2 separate regions of the Mus musculus genome follow, and region 2 is linked to region 1. The links are chromatin contacts, called in public promoter capture Hi-C maps. All regions are on one chromosome and are shown on one strand. The core of a region is the stretch at or near the end of the contact, and the rest is flanking DNA. Distances in the headings are between cores, read along the strand shown. Region 1 overlaps Mgat4a (mannoside acetylglucosaminyltransferase 4, isoenzyme A). Region 2 holds the start of 4930556I23Rik (a long non-coding RNA gene).

What was found. Promoter capture Hi-C pulls out the DNA fragments that hold promoters and counts their contacts.
Region 2: a contact with region 1 is called in a promoter capture Hi-C map of the HPC-7 cell line. The contact joins the promoter of 4930556I23Rik here to the enhancer-like site in region 1. A contact is called at or near these places in 16 of 39 promoter capture datasets (the 3T3-L1 cell line, 3T3-L1-derived adipocytes, the C10 cell line and 9 more), 11 of 484 Hi-C or Micro-C datasets (the C2C12 cell line, Th1 cells, bone marrow-derived macrophages and 8 more), 3 of 115 datasets of contacts at active chromatin or transcription factors (the HPC-7 cell line, large pre-B cells and microglia) and 3 of 9 other capture datasets (adipose tissue, liver and pancreatic islet).

What each region holds. Positions count from the first base shown.
Region 1 is chr1:37,457,869-37,460,568 of GRCm38.p6, forward strand. All of the region lies in intron 8 of Mgat4a (mannoside acetylglucosaminyltransferase 4, isoenzyme A), which reads right to left. Among named protein-coding and RNA genes, the nearest start is that of Unc50, 29 kb to the left of the region's middle. Within about 2 kb of position 1,318, at least 8 of the 459 cell types and tissues checked have an H3K27ac peak or open chromatin away from gene starts, as enhancers often do. A contact at or near this core is called in the HPC-7 cell line, where this site is marked.
Region 2 is chr1:37,613,209-37,615,964 of GRCm38.p6, forward strand. 4930556I23Rik (a long non-coding RNA gene) reads left to right here and starts at 1,299. Exons shown (of 2, transcript XR_373329.1): 1 at 1,299-1,359; 2 at 1,691-2,165. Cracdl (capping protein inhibiting regulator of actin like) reads right to left here. Exons shown (of 10, transcript NM_028096.1): 8 at 1,273-1,460; 9 at 129-273.

The DNA.
Region 1 (2,700 bases), core at 68-2,567:
GTAAGAGTTTCCTTTAAGGACACAGTTTCATGCCGGCACATGTGCAGTGGTGGTGCACGCCTTTAATCCCAGCACTCAGGAGGCAAAGGCAGGTGGATTTCTAAGTTCGAGGCCAGCCTGGTCTCTACAGCCAGGGCTATACAGAGAAACCCTGTCCCGAACCCCCTCCAAAAAGGACACAGTTTTGCCTTACTGTACATGCACCCCAAAACAGTTCAGCTCAGACCAACCTCTCTGTTAGGAGTATGAATGGATAGAATCTGTTGAAGAGGAGAAGGAACTTACTTCACTGTGGCTGTGGGGTGTGCATACAGCAGGTTGGGGTCCTAGGTTGCTCACAGGTTCTGGGGTACAGTGTTAGGGAAAGAGCTTGTGTGCAAATATGTGCAGATAAGTGCCTCAGGCAGTATTTGGAGAGGAGCGTATGCTCAAACCAAGCAGAGTCCGAGATCGCTAAACTATTCCCTACGCTTGCCTGCATCATTATTGGGATATGCAAAGCACTTTGGGAACACTGAGACAGGAAATGTCCACAAAAACGTGACCCTTGAGTGGAAATCTGAAGGTTAAACATCATAGTGAATGAGGGAAATTCCTGTGAGAGGCGTCGGAGCCCTGGGTCACCTACCATGAGAGCATGAGCTGATGCTGGGTAACGCAGCCCTTCAAGAAATGGTTTGGCCAGGCCACTGTAAACCAGCCCAGCCCACGGGCATAACCCCAGGCTGGTTGGTATTTTCTTTAAGCATAAATCCTTGATAATGCAATTGGCCTGGCTCTGCTCTTCTTTTAAGTACCTTGTATTTTTCCAGCACTGGGAAATGAATACAGGGTGGCATGAGGACTGGCCAGTACTCTCCCCTGGACCACCTCCTGCCCACAAGCACCCTTTAGAAGCTGTGGATTCGAAAGCCCCAGGTTTGCAACCATGGAGGCACAGCCCTAGGGAACATCTCTGAGGTGTGAGAGAAATTCCTTTGATTCCCTGTCTTTGGCCCTGTTTTCCTTGGCTCTCCCTAAGCCATCCCTTTCCCTTGCAAACATTCCAAGCCCTCAATCTGAAGGCTTTTGAAGCGAGTGTGGTTTCTGTCCTAATCCTCTGTAGCTAGACGGCGACGGACTCACTGAGAGGAGTCTCCTGCTGCCCAATTATGAAGATCAGAATAGACAGCAACCCAGTTTCCTGAGGAACAAGCTTTGGGGAAATGGATCATTTTCAGAAAAACATCATTAATCTTTGGAGAGCTGAACACTTAGACACAATCTAAATGACCAACAAAGGATGATAGCACAGGATCATGTTACTCCAAGAAATGACGGAAAACCACCTTAAAGCTTTCCGTATTATGCTGTGATAAGAGGACTGGTTTTGAGGCTGTGTGTGTGTGTGTGTATGTGCTTTCCTGTTAGAGATTTAAGCCATCAGCAAGACAGCAAAAAAGCAAACTCAAGACCCTCCTTTATCCCCAGAAACATGGCTTTAAAGCCAGAGCATACAACAGCCAGAGCCCTCCCCTGGGCATCCCGGCTCCCCCCCTCACCAGAGACATTAGTTCCAAGTCTCTGGAGCCTGACTCTCTGGCCTCTGACTCTCTGGTCTGCGTCCTGACAGTGCTGTTGTTTCTGTCCTGTTCAAACATGGATAGGAACAAGGCAGGCACTCACCAGAGGCCAGGAGTAAAGGCCAAGACTTGGTGACAGCAACTGCAGTGCCACAGATGAGCACTGAGGAACACTCCATCAGAGAGACACAGGATTCCCACACACATCCTCAAAGAATGGAGGTGCACACACCAGAGTGGAAATCAGCCAATCGCACTGGGGTTCTACCCACGAGTCCAGAGAAGAGAGGATTCCAGAAGCAGCAACTGTGAAGCATGTCTCAGCTCCTCCCAGACAAAAGACCCGGATAAAGGGAAGGGTAGGCGTGACACCCCCGACCTGTTACCACTAGCTCGCAGCCAACCATCAGACTGAGCGTGGGGTCCCCAATAGAGGAGTTAGGGGAAGGACTGAAGATGCTGAAGGGGTTTGCAACCCCATAGGGAGAACAACAATATATACCAACCAGACAGACGTTTGGGTGACACCATAACCCAAAGCACACAAAGCAATCACACACTTACACCCATGGATGTGCAATATGAAAAGAGGCAGGGGACACAGAGGTACGGGGCTCAGCTGACACAGGGCTCTCCTAGCATGGGATCCCAGCACTTGCGAGGTCAGGAGTTCAAGGTCAGCCTAGAGGATATGAGACACATAAAAAAGTTTCTAAAGTGGGGCTGGAGAGATGGCTCAGTGATTAAGAGCACTGACTACTCTTCCGAAGGTCCTGAGTTCAAATCCCAGCAACCACACAGTGGCTTACAACCATCTGTAATGAGATCTGACGCCCTCTTCTGGTGTGTCTGAAGACAGCTACAGTGTACTTACATATAACAATAAATTAATCTTAAAAAAAAGTTTATAAAGAGATGATTTGCATCAATAACAAGGTAGGGGGAGCAGATAAAGCAAAGGTAACTTCCATGGCTTGAATTGAGGGTAAGCAGTCAGACTGTAACCCTACTATGTTCCAAGTAACTACAAAAATCATACAAAGAAAATTGAAACACATGAGTATTTAAAAAAAATCAGTAGTACAAAATATGTTTCTGTAAATATGCGAGCAAAACTTATGAGTCACACAGGAGAAGA
Region 2 (2,756 bases), core at 49-2,548, 160 kb after region 1:
TCAATAACACAAACTCCAATCATAGGAAGAAATATATATATGTGTGTGTGTATGTGTAAATATATATATCTGTGTGCGCGTGCATGAGTGTGTGCCAAAGTATTTGGAAATAAAAGCCAGTCTCATACCCAAGTTCTGATGGGACAGTGAGATTCCTCTCTGTAGCCCTTCCTTGAGGTTCAGTTTTGACCCCTGCCTCTGGGTCACAGCAGGCTTTGCAGGGGTCATCAGGAAAGATTTGCTCCGGACGAAGTCACCCTGCTTCACAGACTCCTACGGAGACACAAAATGACAGGTGCTGCCCAAGGATAACAGACTCAGAGTGGGTAAATACTCCAAGTGTCTTAGCTACAAAATGTCTCTTCCAAGATGCACCCTGCTGCTGGCACTTTCTGGAAAGGGGCTCTGTGCACCGGCATCACCCACCAAAATGCCAGAGCTGACTTGTGCCAGCCTCCTGCAGCCCACGTGTGCATGGTGGCTCCTTGCTTGCCTGGACAGCCCAGTCTCAGCCCCAGATGGTATAGAGCGAGGACTCTATGTGAAAGCCGTAGGGAATGGTTTTATGATACACACTATATGGCAGCAGCTGAAATGGGCTAACATTTCGCACTGTAATTTCCCCTCCTCAATGCTACATACAGGTCTTCAGCTGTGTAGACACAACTGAGGATTGCATTAGCAGGAAGGGAAGCAGGTCCTATTGCAGCGCAGGCTCCCTTTCCTAGACAGCAGAACCCCATTTATTGTACTGGTTAGCAGAGGGTGCATCAGCACAGTTGTTGGGGTTGGTGAGAGCTGTTTTCAGTTGAATACAACATGCAACTCCAGGTTTTGGCTGTGCAGCCCCAGGTGAGGGAAAAGGGAAGCCAGCAGGCAGCAGCCAGAGCAGGCTTCATTTATCATCACACAAGGGGCTGAGGTGGAGCTGGTGACCATATTAGCGTGTGTCTGAAGGGAGCCGTTGTTTTAACTGTCTTCAATTTTTTTCCAGAGGCTGAGCTGCGTTGCCTAGGAGGCCAGAGCAGCCTCGGGCGCCACTGCATTTCTACCAGCCCACACAGGCAAAGAGGCAGCTAGCTCCATCACGGGGTCCACAAGCTGACGTACTGCCTTTGCGCATGTCAGCCATCACGGTAGGCACGGCATCTCTGTGATGTTCATGCAGGACCTCTGTGAGCACAGCGGTACCTGCTCCCACCACACCCTCACAAGATCGCTGCCCTCCTCACCCCACCCCCACCCCGAACGCCACAGAAAAAGAGTGGTAACCTGGGCTCTCTCGGCCACCTTGGCTTGCTTCCCAGTTTCTGTCTTTAGGATCCTCGACCCAGGTTTCTCTTCCTGGTTGACGGGCAGGTCTGGGGCTCCTCTTCTCTTCTGCCGGGCCATGGTGATCCAGGGTGGGGTGGGTTGCCCATCAGCCCCAGGACCTGTAGCCGCAGGAGGCTGACCCTTTTCTGTGATAAAGGCCAAGAAGGAGCAATGTTAGGCAGATAGTCCCACTCTCCCCTTCAGTCCCACCCACAGCTTCTCTCCCATACAAGGTGTGTTATATTGCTTTGCTTGGTTCAGGGGGCTGAGGAGTGGTAGGATTGAGGAGTAGAGTCTCAGAGAGACCCCCACTTCCCATTCCCCCCTGAGCCAAAGCCTCTCTTCAGCAAACTTCATTTTTTTTTTTCTTCTATAGATGTCTCAAATAGATTACCTCCTCTGGTCTGAGCCGCCAAAACCACAAGATGCAGCTGCCACCCCAACCTGTGCACTTTGGAGCTAATTTCTACCAGGGCCTTCTCTCTGGGAGGAGCTGGAATGTATGCACAGATAGGATGCCTTTGATAAGAGTCTACATTTGGGACCAGCCACCCGCCCCCACTCCGGATTTACTTGACGCGCTAAAAACATTCCCTTTGTGGGACGTGATGCCATTTCTACAACCATCTGTCTTCACCTGACACAGGAAGTTGGGGCCTGCATGGTTAACACCGGCTGTTTTTCTTCTCCTGCTCTACATTCTTTTAAAGGGCCCTCTTTGCCCTCTCCTGCCATTTCTTCACTTAGTGACCAGGAGCTCCCGCAGAACTCTTCCTGTGTCTCACCCTCACTCCCATCCCTATCCCAGAGGCAGCTACTCTCTTCGAAACAGACGGAACATTTTCTCAGGGTTTGAACTTTATTTTCTTGGCTAACAACATATTCCTCGAACAGTTCTGATAAGATTAAATTCACAACCCGAGGAACTTGCCATTCCAGTTTGAAATCAGAGCAGAGAAGTAGCTTGTTGAAGGCCAGGCCAGCCTCTCTCACCTCCTCAAAGCTCAGTGCTGGGTACTGAGCACTCTGTCACCTCTTAGCCCAAAGGCACAAGACATAGTTCTGGTAAATTCTTTATAACCTGCACTTGGATAATTTCATCTGAGCCAAAAGATACATTTTTAAAATGAGCATAAAGAGGGCTGGGGGGCCCAGGGAGGAGGGCTGGGGGGCCCAGGGAGGAGGGCTGGGGGGCCCAGGGAGGAGTGCCGGCTGCTCTGCCTGAGCACCTGAGGTTGAGTCCCAGCATCCACATGTGGCTCACAACCATCTGTAACTCTGGTTCCTCGGGTCACGCTGCCTTCTTTGGCATCGGTAGGTAGACACACGGTGCACAAACACTTGTACACGTAGAGTTAAAAACATTCAAACGAGCAGAAAAGTTATATGAGACTGCCTCTAAGGTGGTTTGGCAAGAAGGGACCCCCAGGGGAGGGTGGGGC